Regions from separate parts of the Salvelinus alpinus genome. Here region 2 is linked to region 1. A link is a contact called in public Hi-C data. All regions are on one chromosome and are shown on one strand. The core of a region is the stretch at or near the end of the contact, and the rest is flanking DNA. Distances in the headings are between cores, read along the strand shown.

The links. A called contact is a pair of places that touch in the nucleus more often than the background predicts.
Region 2: a Hi-C map of muscle shows a contact between it and region 1, with 4 times the contacts expected there. The contact joins the promoter of LOC139584484 here to the promoter of LOC139584480 in region 1. A contact is called at or near these places in 3 of 3 Hi-C or Micro-C datasets (liver, muscle and red muscle).

What each region holds. Positions count from the first base shown.
Region 1 is chr9:20,039,633-20,046,716 of SLU_Salpinus.1, forward strand. It overlaps LOC139584480 (protein FAM180A-like), which reads right to left and starts at 2,410. Exons shown (of 3, transcript XM_071416396.1): 1 at 1,986-2,410. The coding sequence starts at 2,088.
Region 2 is chr9:20,373,897-20,380,980 of SLU_Salpinus.1, forward strand. LOC139584484 (EF-hand calcium-binding domain-containing protein 4B-like) reads left to right here and starts at 4,280. Exons shown (of 18, transcript XM_071416402.1): 1 at 4,280-4,447.

The DNA of each region.
Region 1 (7,084 bases), core at 1,160-3,659:
ACTGTATATGTTGTCCATCGTGGGCAAAACTTTCTATATATTTTTATTCACACCCCAAAATAGTCAAATGTTCTACATGGAGATAAGGTATTTGTTTGCCTTTATTTTAGTACATTCAGCTAATAAGATTTGTTGATGCCATGATGAAATCAAACAATTCATGCTATTTGATCACTACTTTTCCATTGAGGTAATTGAGATTGCTATGACTTCAGAATGTGTGTAATAGCAAACACAAAGTTGCTATGATTTCATCAGATATACCAGAGCATGTCAAACAATGTTCTAGACACTCCACCCATACAAAAATAGTAGAGCCAGGAGAAACAAATATCAACAAATATAATCCAAGAAAAGCTAGAAAGACAGTACTCCTGAGCTGTCATTGTACTGATTGAGCCTCAATCCTCTCATTCTAAGAACATGTTTTTCCGTATGATCCAATTGCCACAACACATCACATAACAATATCTAGAATAACCAAAACAAAAACTACAAAATACCTAGTTTAGCCAGATTCAAGACAGCTTTGAAAACTTTCTGGTGGTGTGTTTTTCATTCTTCAGGGGCCTATCAGTTTCCTGCTGCAGTTCATATTTGAAGCCCTTTCATTGTTTTCATATCAGAAACAGATGTGGATAGTTCATACACACATTGAGCCCAGTAGCCGACACATAAACCGAAATGGAACTTTAAACATACAAGTCGTTAAGGACCATAGTTTAATTGTGCTAGAAAATGGGACCCAACTGTTCTGGAGGACCAGAAATGTGAGTTCTTGGCAGCTACACCTGTACACTATTAGAACAAAAATATGCTATCTAGAACCAAAAAGGGCTCTTATACTGTCCCGATAGGTCAACCCTTTTAAAAAACCTTTTGGTTCCAGGTAGAACCCTTTCCACAGAGGGTTCCACATGGAACCCAAAAGAGTTCTAGCTTGAACCAAAAAGGGTTCTACCTGGAACCAAAATAGATTATCCTATGGGGACAACTGCAGAACACTTTTAGAACCCTTTTTTCCAAGTGTATATACAGTACAAAAGAGTTCTCCATTCTATTTCTTAGAAATTATCTGAATTTTTCTGATGTCAAATCATTTATCCAACCAAGTACAGCACTGCTACAGTTGCTCAGCATCATTAAGGTCCATCTGTAGGGCACTTGAATTTCAGATGGATCGAAACAGCTGGAGAGAAAACAATGATTTCAATGTCACTCCTTTAATTCTAAATAAACACAGAAAAAAATCAAAAGACCAAAATATCCCCAGTACACTCCCCACCACACAGCTTGCACATTGTTGTGATGTATGCAGCATGTTACAGCTGTGCTGGTGGATGCTGCTGCTGGATCTGTGTACATACTAATCGGTAATGTTAACACATACTGTTGTGAAATGACTTTGCTCAATCAGAGGTTACAGCTGGACAGACAAAGCACAGAGGACAGAATTAAATGTGTGACTAGGCTAACTATTGATTGCAGTTTTCTGTGTGATGGGGATGGGATAGGGTAAGTCTATATTCTGTATTAGTCTTCTGGATTTGAGACGGCGATGCTGAGGCCAAGAGAGAAGCATATGTAAAATGACTTTAGCTTGACATTTGATACCAGGAATGATATTGGACTTTGTGACTATCATAACAGAATGGTCGTTAATCTGTCCTTTCTCTGGAATAAGAGCATTACATTATCTTTCCATCACTGGATACATATTCTAATCCACAATGAGCTGATTCTCAGTAATGCCTTGAATTATTTGGCAGAATTACTGTTGAGTTTAATGTAGCATCTGGGAATGAGGTGCATTCCTATCAATTATATTTATGGACAACTACTGCAGCAAAACGTACCCTTTAAAAGGGCATATGCACAGGTTACAATTACACAGCAACATTAAACATAATCATTGCATATAAACATACTGTAAACTGTATAACATTTCCAATTGAACACATTAATATGGGTGAAGATATTCTTACCTTTGTTATGCCGATAAGTGGCACATGTGTTGATATTGCAGTAGAATAGTGCAACAATGACCATCTTCCAGGGCATCATGGTGACCTGGCATCCACCTGGCATCCAGTAGCCAGGGACAGACTGGACAGAGCCACAGGTCCAGGACCACGATCAAGGACCAGTCACTCCACTGGGAAAAACCTCAGACCATCCCACCACTGCAACTGCTCTCCTCCTTTCTGAAATCCTGTGTCACTATAGTACCCTCCTCTCTCTCTCTCTCTCTCTCTCTCTCTCTCTCTCTCTCTCTCTCTCTCTCTCTCTCTCTCTCTCTCTCTCTCTCTCTCTCTCCCTCTCTCTCTCTCTCTCTCTCTCTCTCTCTCTCTCTCTCTCTCTCTCTCTCTCTCTCTCTCTCTCTCGCTCTCTCTCTCCCTCTCTCTCTCTCAAACCAGCTGACACTGTTGGTGCTGTCATCTGGCAGTCATCAGACCCAGAGAGACACGTCTACTTCTTACTGTTGCCTCCTTGTCCTCTTCTGACCGTAAGCGCGCCTTACGATCATTTCCTCTTTTCTCTTTCATTATCTTCCTTTTCTCTTCTTCCTCCTTCTCCTTAATGCTGAACTTTCCTCCTAGTTCTGATCACGTTAAGTACATTGATGTTAATAAGTGCAGTCCAGTTTCTTCTGTGGAACATCTTGTGTTCATCAATAATATACACTGAGTACACAAAACATTAAGAACACCTGCTCTTTCCATGACATGGACTGACCAGGTGAATCCAGGTGAAAGCTATGATCCCTCTCTGATGTCACTTGTTAAATACACTTCAATCAGTGTAGATGAAGAGGAGGAGACAGGTTAAATAAGGATTTCTAAGCCTTTAGACAACTCAGACATGGATTGTGTATGTGTGCCATTCAAGAGGGTGAATGGGCAAGACAAAATATTTAAGTGCCTTTTAACAGGGTACGATAGTTGGTGCCAGGCTTGTGTTTTTATTTTTTATTTTTATTTTACCAGGTAAGTTGACTGAGAACACGTTCTCATTTGCAGCAACGACCTGGGGAATAGTTACAGGGGAGAGGAGGGGGATGAATGAGCCAATTGTAAACTGGGGATTATTAGGTGACCTTGATGGTTGAGGGCCAGATTGGGAATTTAGCCAGGACACCGGGGTTAACACCCCTACTCTTACGATAAGTGCCATGGGATCTTTAATGACCTCAGAGAGTCAGGACACCCGTTTAACGTCCCATCCGAAAGACGGCACCCTACACAGAGCAGTGTCCCCAATCACTGCCCTGGGGCATTGGGATCTTTGTTTAGACCAGAGGAAAGAGTGCCTCCTACTGGCCCTCCAACACCACTTCCAGCAGCACCTGGTCTCCCATCCAGGGACTGACCAGGACCAACCCTGCTTAGCTTCAGAAGCAAGCCAGCAGTGGTATGCAGGGTGGTATGTGTCAAGAACTGCAACTCTGCTGGGTTTGTCATGCTCAACAGTTTCCGTGTGTATCAAGAATGTTCCACCACCCAAAGAAAATCCAACCAACTTGATAACTGTGGGAAGCACTGGAGTCAACATGGGCCAATATCCGTGTGAAATTCTTTCGACACCTTGTAAAGTCCATTCCCCGATGAATTGAAGCTGTTCTGAGGGCAACAGGTGGGATGCAACTCAATATTAGGAAGGTGTTCCTAATGTTTTGTATAATCAGTGTATGTTCCCTTTTTGCTTAAAAAAAGCTTTGAGGACATATTACTGGACTCTGCCTTGAGTTTGAGGTTTGTGAATGGATGAATGCAAGCATTTATTGTTGTCCAGACTGCTGAGCCATGTTTCTGTATCCATGGTCAACATTAGTTCTGCTTGTGCTAATGAGAGGATCCTTGGGAGGGTTGGAACTTGGAACGTGTGTGTCTGTGCCAGGAACACTTCAGGGAACCAACCCAGTTTTGTTTTCTGGGAGGTGGAGTGTGGAGACTTCACACTCCAAACACACAACCCAACACAGCATATTGTTGCTCTACAAATTAAATGTATTATTATTATGATTATGATTATTATGGGTATTATTATTTATTACTAGAAATTATAGCTATCCAAACACACGGTGGAATGAACACAGCCAATGCCTATATACAAACCATCTGAAGAAGCTTCTTCAAAGAGATCCTATTCCAAGGCTGGCAGTAAGATCACCAAAAGAAGAAACATCACTAAGAAGAAATGTGTGATTTAGTAGTGTTATGGAATTTGTTTCATTCTGTGCAACTTATAGCTAACAATAGTCATACAGTAAATTAAACGTAATTCAGAAAGAGCTCAGTTTTTCCTTAATTTATAATGCATCCTCTGATTCGAAGTTGAACTCCTCTCTCTTTAGGACCAGTGAGACACTCTCATACTGATGAGATGTGGCCGTCATGAAGCTGCCAGGGAATGCAGAGACAGTGTTATAGTTGGAAAGATGGATGGGGCCACCATAGAATCTCTAAATTAGAACAAACATTGGACAAACATTGGACAAACATTGGACAAACATTCTATTCTCACAGGGGAAATTAAAAGAAAATTGGTTGTTTTTGGTCACACTCCAATTCAAAGAGTTGCCCTATGTAACGTAGTTTCTTCTCCTAGCCCTATTAGTAATACCACAGTCTATGTGAGAATGTGAAATAATTGATATGTGAGTGAATATTTATCTAGTTTAATTGAATTCATAGAAAAAGGGAGAAGGTAATTGTCTTTATGCTGTTACAGTAAAAGTCATGTCCAAATAGACATAGCTTTGCAGAAAGTATGGTAGAAGTAGAAATACAGTTATCTATTGTAGAAGTACAGTTATCTATCGTAGAAGTAAAGTTATCTATTGTTGAAGTACAGTTATCTATTGTAGAAGTAAAGTTATCTATTGACAAACTTAAATATGTGAGGAACTTTCTTCAGGACATGCCTAAGCACTGACAGAATTCTAGGACTGGACTTATGCAACAGAACCAGAAGAGTAAAACATGTAGTACTCACTGTCACATCTAGAACAAACCCTTCAAGTATCTGGCCCGTATTTCAGATTTCTATGAAATATGACCTATAATTCATTACAATATCAGTGAAATGCTTTTCCTTACAATTTTTAAAATTAAGTCTGTTAAAAAGCAGATTATCTGTTTTGGAAGGGTGTGGGCGTACCCCAACAACAGAATGGTGGGTCACACTTTATTTGGATAGTCCGGATTTTCCATTTATAGATGCTCTACAGATGGTCATACTATCTGCAAACTATCTGTTGATAAGCAACTGCTTGCTAAGGTTATGGTTAGGGCTAGGGTTAGGGCTAAGGTAAGGGTTAGGGTAAGGGTTAGGACAAGGGTTATTGTTAGGGTTAGAGCTAGAGTTAGGGTTAGGGTTAACAGATAGTTCATTGAAATGTTAATGATGGTCTCTACAGATGGACTATCCAAATAAAGTGTAACCGAATGGTGTGGCCGTATACCGGCCATTACAAATATTAATGTGAGATGACCGCTGATTGGCCAGTTCAGCCAATGAGGCAGGATGACATAATTCTCTATGAGAAAATAGCAAGTGTTTTCAAACATTCTGTTTGAGATACAGGTTTGAGATGGGGTTTTCTAAGTGTTTTTTCTCCAATTTATGCTTTGGCCACAAATATGAGCATAAGACGGGTGAACAACATTATTTGGGTTAACAGAATATGAGATTTTCACTGGGCAGATACATTCTGATTCATCATGTGTAGTACTGTGTGATGTATGGAACATTTCTTGGAAGGATTTTCCAGGTTCACTGTCTATTGTCCACGTTTTCACCCAGCTCAGGCATGCAAACTGTAATATTGCCACGCTGTTTGTTCCTCAATGCTTCCCATCCTCTACTAAAGTAGTCTCTTGTGACAGACTGTTACCATTAAGTATTTGGTCAGAGTGAACATGGGACCTGGTTCTATGTGCCAAGATTACATACTGAAGCAATTTCAGTGTCCTACTGCAATGTGCCAGAAGATGGCAGTCTTCTCAAACTAATGCTCTCAGTCAATTCTAATACTGTAGGCCAATCAAAAACTACAACTAAATTGACTGTACTCATTTAGGGTTTGTTTGAAAATGTCCTGAAACCATCAATGCTACCATCAAATGTCCACTAGATGACAGCAGCCAACAGAATATAACCTTTCAGCGAATTCCCTCAACTACCATTGCCCCTGTTTATCTGTTAGCTTCACAGCAATGCATAAAGCAATAGTGCACAGCTATAGAAGTACAGTGAGTATACTTTTAAGATCAGCAAACATAATTCCCCTTGGAAAATTAAGCAAATAGTGTTCTGATGTTTTGGTAGTATTCTGCCTAAACCAATAGGCCTATCCAGAACAGCATTATGTACCTTAAAGGATAACTCCACCCAAAAACTATCTTTTGGCATTTGTTTAATTAGTCCATTGTTGATATTCTCCCAAAATGTTTTGCATGTCAGCAATCAAGTTGTCAAGATATGTGTAACTTTCAAAATACAGAAATCTGTCCCGTATGATGCATTTTGCATCATATGATGCTGCGTTTGGCATTATATGATGCAAAATGCATCATACGGGCCAGATTTCTGTATTTTGAAAGTTACACATATCTTGTCAACTTGATTGTTGACATGCTAAATATTTTGTGCCAATATCAACAATGGACTAATTAAACAAATGCCAAAAGATAGTTTCTGGGTGTAGTTTTCTTTTAAGGTAAACCAATATAACTCATAATTGTCCTATAGTGATGCTACGTTGTGGGCTGAAAACTTAATGTCAGCACATCTTATCCAAGCTAAAGTACACTCTAAGCACTTCCCAATCTGGCTCCAGAGAGATCATAGTCGCTTCAGAAGCCAGCTGTCATCATTACAGTACTCTATCCTCAGGCTAAAATCAGTTGGTGAAGCTCTCCTCCCCCTTCTCTGTCCACCATTCCTTTTTAAACTCTACCAACATTGAGTTTTGGGACTGAACAAATGTCCCCTTATTCATTCACACTTCACCAAGCATGACCATCAAATCCATTGTCCATCTGTTCTTCATAGACAGCAGAATGATCATTGTAATTAACCA
Region 2 (7,084 bases), core at 3,030-5,529, 340 kb after region 1:
TCCGTACGCCATCTTTTGACGTGAATCCGCCACACAGTGTTATAAATGAGCCCCCTGGCCTCCACAATCACACGACCTCAACCCAATTGAGATGGTTTGGGATGAATTGGCCCGCAGAGTGAAGGAAAAGGAGCTAACAAGTGCTTAGCATATGTGGGAACTCCTTCAAGACTATTGGAAAAGCATTCCAGGTGAAGCTAGTTGAGAGAATGCCAAGAGTGTGCAAAGCTGTCATCAAGGCAAAGGGTGGCTAGTTTGAAGAATCTAAAATGTAAAATATATTTTGATTTGTTTAACACTTTTTTGGTTACTACATGATTCCATATGTGTTATTTCAACTCCTCCTTTGGCCGCCTTCCCTTCCAGTTCTCTGCTGCCAATGACTGGAAGGAATTGCAAAAATCACTGAAGCTGGAGTCTTATATCTCCCTCACTAACTTTAAGTATCAGCTGTCAGAGCAGCTTACCGATCATTGCACCTGTACACAGCCCATCTATAAATAGCCCACCCAACTACCTCATCTTCATATTGTTATTTCTTTTTTTGCTCCTTGCACCCCAGTATCTCTACTTGCACATTCATCTTCTGCACATCTATCACTCCAGTGTTTAATTGCTAAATTGCAATTATTTCGCCACTATGGCCTATTTATTGCCTTACCTCCCTAATCTTACTACAATTGCACACACTGTATATAGATTTTTCTATTGTGCTATTGACTGTATGTTTGTTTATCCCATGTGTAACTCTGTGTTGTTTGTCTCGCACTGCTTTGCTTTATCTTGGCCATGTCACAGTTGTAAATGAGAACTTGTTCTCAACTGGCCTACCTGGTTAAATAAAGGTGAAATATATATATATATATATATATATATATATATATAAGGACTTTGAAATATATTTTGACAGCCTTTGAAATATTTGGCAGGCCTTTGAAATGTTTTGCGAGCATTTAATATATTTTGCTGTCCATTGAAATATTTTGCACGTCTATTTTGAAAGCTGGTTTGCCCCTTACATGCTGATCAGACCGGACACGTCGCGTGCGCGAGCATCGCAAAATACATTTAGAAATCCATGTTATTCAATTATTGCACCCACACTGCTCGCGTGCACCAACGAGCGTCTGCGACGCCAAGGGCTAAAATAGAAGTCGTTCTTATTTCTGACGCAGATCGCGCTGAAAGTCATCTCCTCATTGGTTTATAGAAGCAGGTACGCACGTGCCATCTCCTCATTGGTTATACCCACGTGGGTGATTGAAAGACAAACTTTGTTGCCTGTTGTCATGGTAATACAATGAAAGTTTAGATGCGATCACCATATAAGTTCAAAGATGAAAAAGCCTGGATGGAGGAGAGATGACTAGAAACGATTCGGTTGGCCGTTTTATGTGTGGATTAATTGTCGGAGTAGAGGTCCTTGTGCATTTCAGGTAAAATAACAACTCAATGTTTATATCCCAGGACAAATTAGCTAGCAACAGCAAGCTAGCTAAATAGGACAAATTAACGTTAGCTAGCAAGTGCAAGCTAACTAGCTAAATTGCCATACATGTTTAATGCTTTTCGACCTGTCCCCAAATCAATGTCATTGGTTCAGAGTTTGTTTTGATATTTTAACCTGCGTGTCGTGATCGCGTTTGGTGTGGGGTGGCAAAATACATTTATGCAGGATAGCGCACGATGGTGCACGCGCGCAGCCGGTTTGGGTTCCGTGTTAGGGCCACCACACCTTTACCATACTGTTTTGTACTTCATTCTTGAAAGCACCAGTGTACAGTGGGGAGAACAAGTATTTGATACACTGCCGATTTTGCAGGTTTTCCTACTTACAAAGCATGTAGACGTCTGTCATTTTTATCATAGGTACACTTCAACTGTGAGAGACGGAATCTAAAACAAAAATCCAGAAAATCACATTGTATGATTTTTAAGTAATTAATTTGCATTTTATTGCATGACATAAGTATTTGATCACCTACCAACCAGTAAGAATTCCGGCTCTCACAGACCTGTTAGTTTTTCTTTAAGAAGCCCTCCTGTTCTCCACTCATTACCTGTATTAACTGCACCTGTTTGAACTCGTTACCTGTATAAAAGACACCTGTCCACACACTCAATCAAACAGACTCCAACCTCTCCACAATGGCCAAGACCAGAGAGCTGTGTAAGTACATCAGGGATAAGATTGTAGACCTGCACAAGGCTGGGATGGGCTACAGGACAATAGGCAAGCAGCTTGGTGAGAAGGCAACAACTGTTGGCGCAATTATTAGAAAATGGAAGAAGTTCAAGATGACGGTCAATCACCCTCGGTCTGGGGCTCCATGCAAGATCTTACCTCGTGGGGCATCAATGATCATGAGGAAGGTGAGGGATCAGCCAAGAACTACACGGCAGGACCTGGTCAATGACCTGAAGAGGGCTGGGACCACAGCCTCAAAGAAAACCATTAGTAACACACTACGCCGTCATGGATTAAAATCCTGCAGCGCACGCAAGGTCCCCCTGCTCAAGCCAGCGCATGTCCAGGCCCGTCTGAAGTTTGCCAATGACCATCTGGATGATCCAGAGGAGGAATGGGAGAAGGTCATGTGGTCTGATGAGACAAAAATATAGCTTTTTGGTCTAAACTCCACTCGCCGTGTTTGGAGGAAGAAGAAGGATGAGTACAACCCCAAGAACACCATCCCAACCGTGAAGCATGGAGGTGGAAACATCATTCTTTGGGGATGCTTTTCTGCAAAGGGGACAGGACGACTGCACCGTATTGAGGGGAGGATGGATGGGGCCATGTATCGCGAGATCTTGGCCAACAACCTCCTTCCCTCAGTAAGAGCATTGAAGATGGGTCGTGGCTGGGTCTTCCAGCATGACAACAACCCAAAACACACAGCCAGGGCAACCAAGGAGTGGCTCCGTAAGAAGCATCTCAAGGTCCTGGAGTGGCCTAGCCAGTCTCCAGACCTGAACCCAATAGAAAATCTTTGGAGGGAACTGAAAGTCCGTATTGCCCAGCGACAGCCCCGAAACCTGAAGGATCTGGAGAAGGTCTGTATGGAGGAGTGGGCCAAAATCCCTGCTGCAGTGTGTGCAAACCTGGTCAAGAACTACAGGAAACGTATGATCTCTGTAATTGCAAACAAAGGTTTCTGTACCAAATATTAAGTTCTGCTTTTCTGATGTATCAAATACTTATGTCATACAATAAAATGCAAATTAATTACTTAAAAATCATACAATGTGATTTTCTGGATTTTTGTTTTAGATTCCGTCTCCCACAGTTGAAGTGTACCTATGATAAAAATTACAGACCTCTACATGCTTTGTAAGTAGGAAAACCTGCAAAATCAGCAGTGTATCAAATACTTGTTCTCCCCACTGTACATACATTTTTTACAGGCTATGATACATGCTCCTCTAATGCCCTTATCTGCATATTGTTGACACTACAAATCTCATACCTCTGATCTGTACAGTCACCATACAAATACCATTCTGTAAAAAATAACATTGAGAGTGACATTAACACCCACCTTTTTTTATTATAAGTAGCCTATTCTGTCATGGTCTCACTATTATAGTAATGGCTTTGCATTGTTCAAGTTCCATCATATTGATGTGTTGTTTCATTTGACACCACTTGGTGGCACCTTCATCTAAGAATCTGCATCCCATTTGAAGCATCTCTGCATGCCAAGAGGAAAGTTGACAAAAGGACAAAAGCCAAGAACCTCTTTCCAATAATTTTCTGGTTAATGACATTTCTCTAAATTTTGAGATAGAGTAGGCCTAAATGTCTTCATTTTTTACGTCATACTTAGGTATTTTGATAATCAACATAGACACTAATTCATTTCTAATGCACTGTCTCAACTGCAGAGAAGAGTAAACCAGCAGGAATTATTGCCCATGTCAATAAGCATTTCAAAGGTATCTATGGCTTTGAAGTGGAAAACTGTCAGGGTTGTCAGAGCTCTCTGTGAAATTATGCTGTGAATGGGATTCAGCTGCATATGTCATGCATTAGGATCAGAGGTCATGGTCATTTGCAGATACAGTGTAAAAGCCAGGCCTAATTATGATGTAAAAAGATCTAGCTAGGCTAATAACAAATATACATTTATTTTTTCTTCTCTGGATAGTGGAGTGAATTAATTATTTGTCTCAACCACATTTGGCACACTGCATTATGTCTTGAGAAAGTCCAGCTGTGGCAAGGGGATTTTCCGACCTGTTCCCCCAGGTTGTCCCACGTAACTTCTGCGTGGAAAGGTTGCTATAGCTACAGACGATGTCAGCTTTCTTGAAAGTTCCTCCCCGCAGGCAGTTCAGTGAAATTCCTCCACTGTTACATTGTAAACAGAGGAAGTACAGCTTTATCAAATTGTGACAAAGATACACTTTTGAAGTCGTCTACGACTATCTTTACTGCCTTCACATGGTAACGTATTACTTTACTTTATCTTACTTTTTTAGGCTACTTTAGCTAGTTGGACTGTACAACTGTCTACAGTGGCGGGTAAGTTAACGTTAACTTGAGAAAGATTTGACGGATCATCACCCTGGCTTGATATTAACTTTATGTCGGCAACTCTTTCAATGCGGCGGTGCCAATAGTTTTACCTTACACATATAAAGATGTTTTTCTTAGGGAGGAGGAACATTTTCTATTTTAGTAACGAAAGTCACTTACGTCGCCTATAAGTATGACGTGATCAGGAAGTGTCGGTTACATTTTGTTTCAGGTGTTGTGAACTGAATGTTTCACATGCCTTGGCATGATGATCTGTTAAAATAAGTAGTGTAAATCATTGAAGATGAAGGTATCTGTCTGTCTCATAGGGTGTTAGGCAATGTGCTGATTGATTTTCTACACGAATGATCAATTGGGCATACTTAAGTCCACTAAAAAAGTATGTCTACATCTTTAGAAAATGCAGATCAGAACCTAATTTTTCATCCAGTCATTAGTTTTATAATATAGCCTGCAACACTGCTTTGCCATTGCATTACAATATTGCAGTGCAGAGCTGTTAGACATTTTCACTACACTACTTTAGAATTGTATAATTTTTCCACTATCCACAATGGTTAAATTGAGAGCAGCATTGGGAAGTGGCCTCAACCAGGAAGTGAGTTTCAATTGCCAGTTGTCTGACTTGGTGTACTTGAAAAACCTCTGACCCGGTAAGATGTGCTGGAACCACAGACAGATGTGTGGCCTCGGCCTGATAGAACAAGATTGTCACATATCAAGACAGGATGCTGTTTAGTTACCACACACATTGACCTAGTTACTTACACTCCCCTACATATTTATTTGGACAGTGAAGCTAAAACTTTTAATTTGGCTCTATACTCCAGCATTTTGGATTTGAGATACAGTACAGAATGTCACCTTTTATTTTGAGGGTATTTTTTGCCATTTAGAAATGAAAGCACTTTATGTATCTAGTCCACCCATTTGAAGGTGTCATAAATATATGGACAAGATCACTTATAATGTATTAACCCCTTCACGTTCCTGTACTATATTTACTACCAAATCAAAAATCTAATCTAATTTTATTGGTCATATACACATATTTAGCAGATGTTATTGCGGGTGTAGTGAAATGCTTGTTTTACTGCTGCACTGTTGGAGTTAGGATCTAACAATTCTCAACAATACAAAAATCTAAAAGTAAAAGAATGCAATTAAGAAATATATAAATATTAGGAAGAGCACTGTCGGAGTGGCATTGACTAAAATACAGTTGAATATAATACAGTATATACATATGAGATGAGTAAAGCAGTATGTAAACAGCAGCCTCTAAGGTGCATGGTTGAGTAACCGGGTGGTAGCTGGCTAGTGATGGCTATTTAACAGTCGGATGGCCTTGAGATAGAAGCTGTTTTTCAGTCTCTCAGTCCCAGCTTTATTGCAGCTTTACTGACTTCGCCTTCTGGATGATAGCAGGGTGAACATGCCGTTGCTCGGGTGGTTGATGTCCTTGATGATCTTTTTGGCCTTCCTGAGAAATCAGGTGCTGTAGGTGTCCTGGAGGGCAGGCAGTGTGCCCCCGGTGATGCGTTGGACAGACCGCACCACCCTCTGGAGAGCCCTGCGGTTGCAGGCGGTGCAGTTGCCAAATCAGGCGGTGATACAGCCCGACAGAATGCTTTCAATTGTGCATCTGTAAAAGTTTGTGAGGGTCCAAGCCAAGTTTCTTCAGCCTCCTGAAGTGCCGTTGTTGAAGAGGCGTGTGTGGGTGGACTTTTTCAGATTGTCAGTGATGTGTACGCCAAGGAAATTGAAGCTTTCCATCTTCTGCACTGCAGTCCCGTAGATGTGGATAGGGTGTGCTCCCTCTGCTGTTTCCTGAAGTCCACAATCAGGTTCTTCGTTTTTTTGATGTTGAGAAAAAGGTTATTTTCCTGCAGCCACTCTGCCAGGGCCCTCAACACCTCCCTGTAGGCTATCTCGCCATTGTTGGTGATCAGGCCTACTACTGTTGTGCCGTCTGCAAATTTGATGACTGAGTTGGAGGTGTGCGTGGCCACGCAGTCATGGGTGAACAGGTAGTCCAGGAGGGGGCTGAGCACGCCCCCTCCTGGACTACCTGTTGTGTTGAGGATCAGCAAAGTGGAGGTGTTGTTTCCTACCTTCACCACCTGGGGGGCGGCCCATCAGGAAGTCCAGGACCCAGTTGCACAGGGCGGAGATCAGACCCAGGGCCCCGAGCTTAATAATGAGCTTGGAGGGTACTATAGTGTTGAAAGCTGAGCTGTAGTCAATGAACAGCATTCTGACGTAGGTATTCCTATTTTCCAGATGGGATAGGGCAGTTTGCAATGCAGTGGCGATTGCATCGTCTGTGGATCTATTGGGGCGGTAAGCAAATTGAAGTGGGTCTAGGGTGTCACGTAAGGCAGAGATAATATGATGTTTAACTAGCCACTCAAAGCACTTCATAATGACATTAGTCATTTAGTTCAGTTACTTTTGCTTTCTTGGGTACAGAAACAATGTTGGACATCTTGAAGCAAGTGGGGACAGCAGACTGGTATAGGGAGAGATTAAATATGTCCGGAA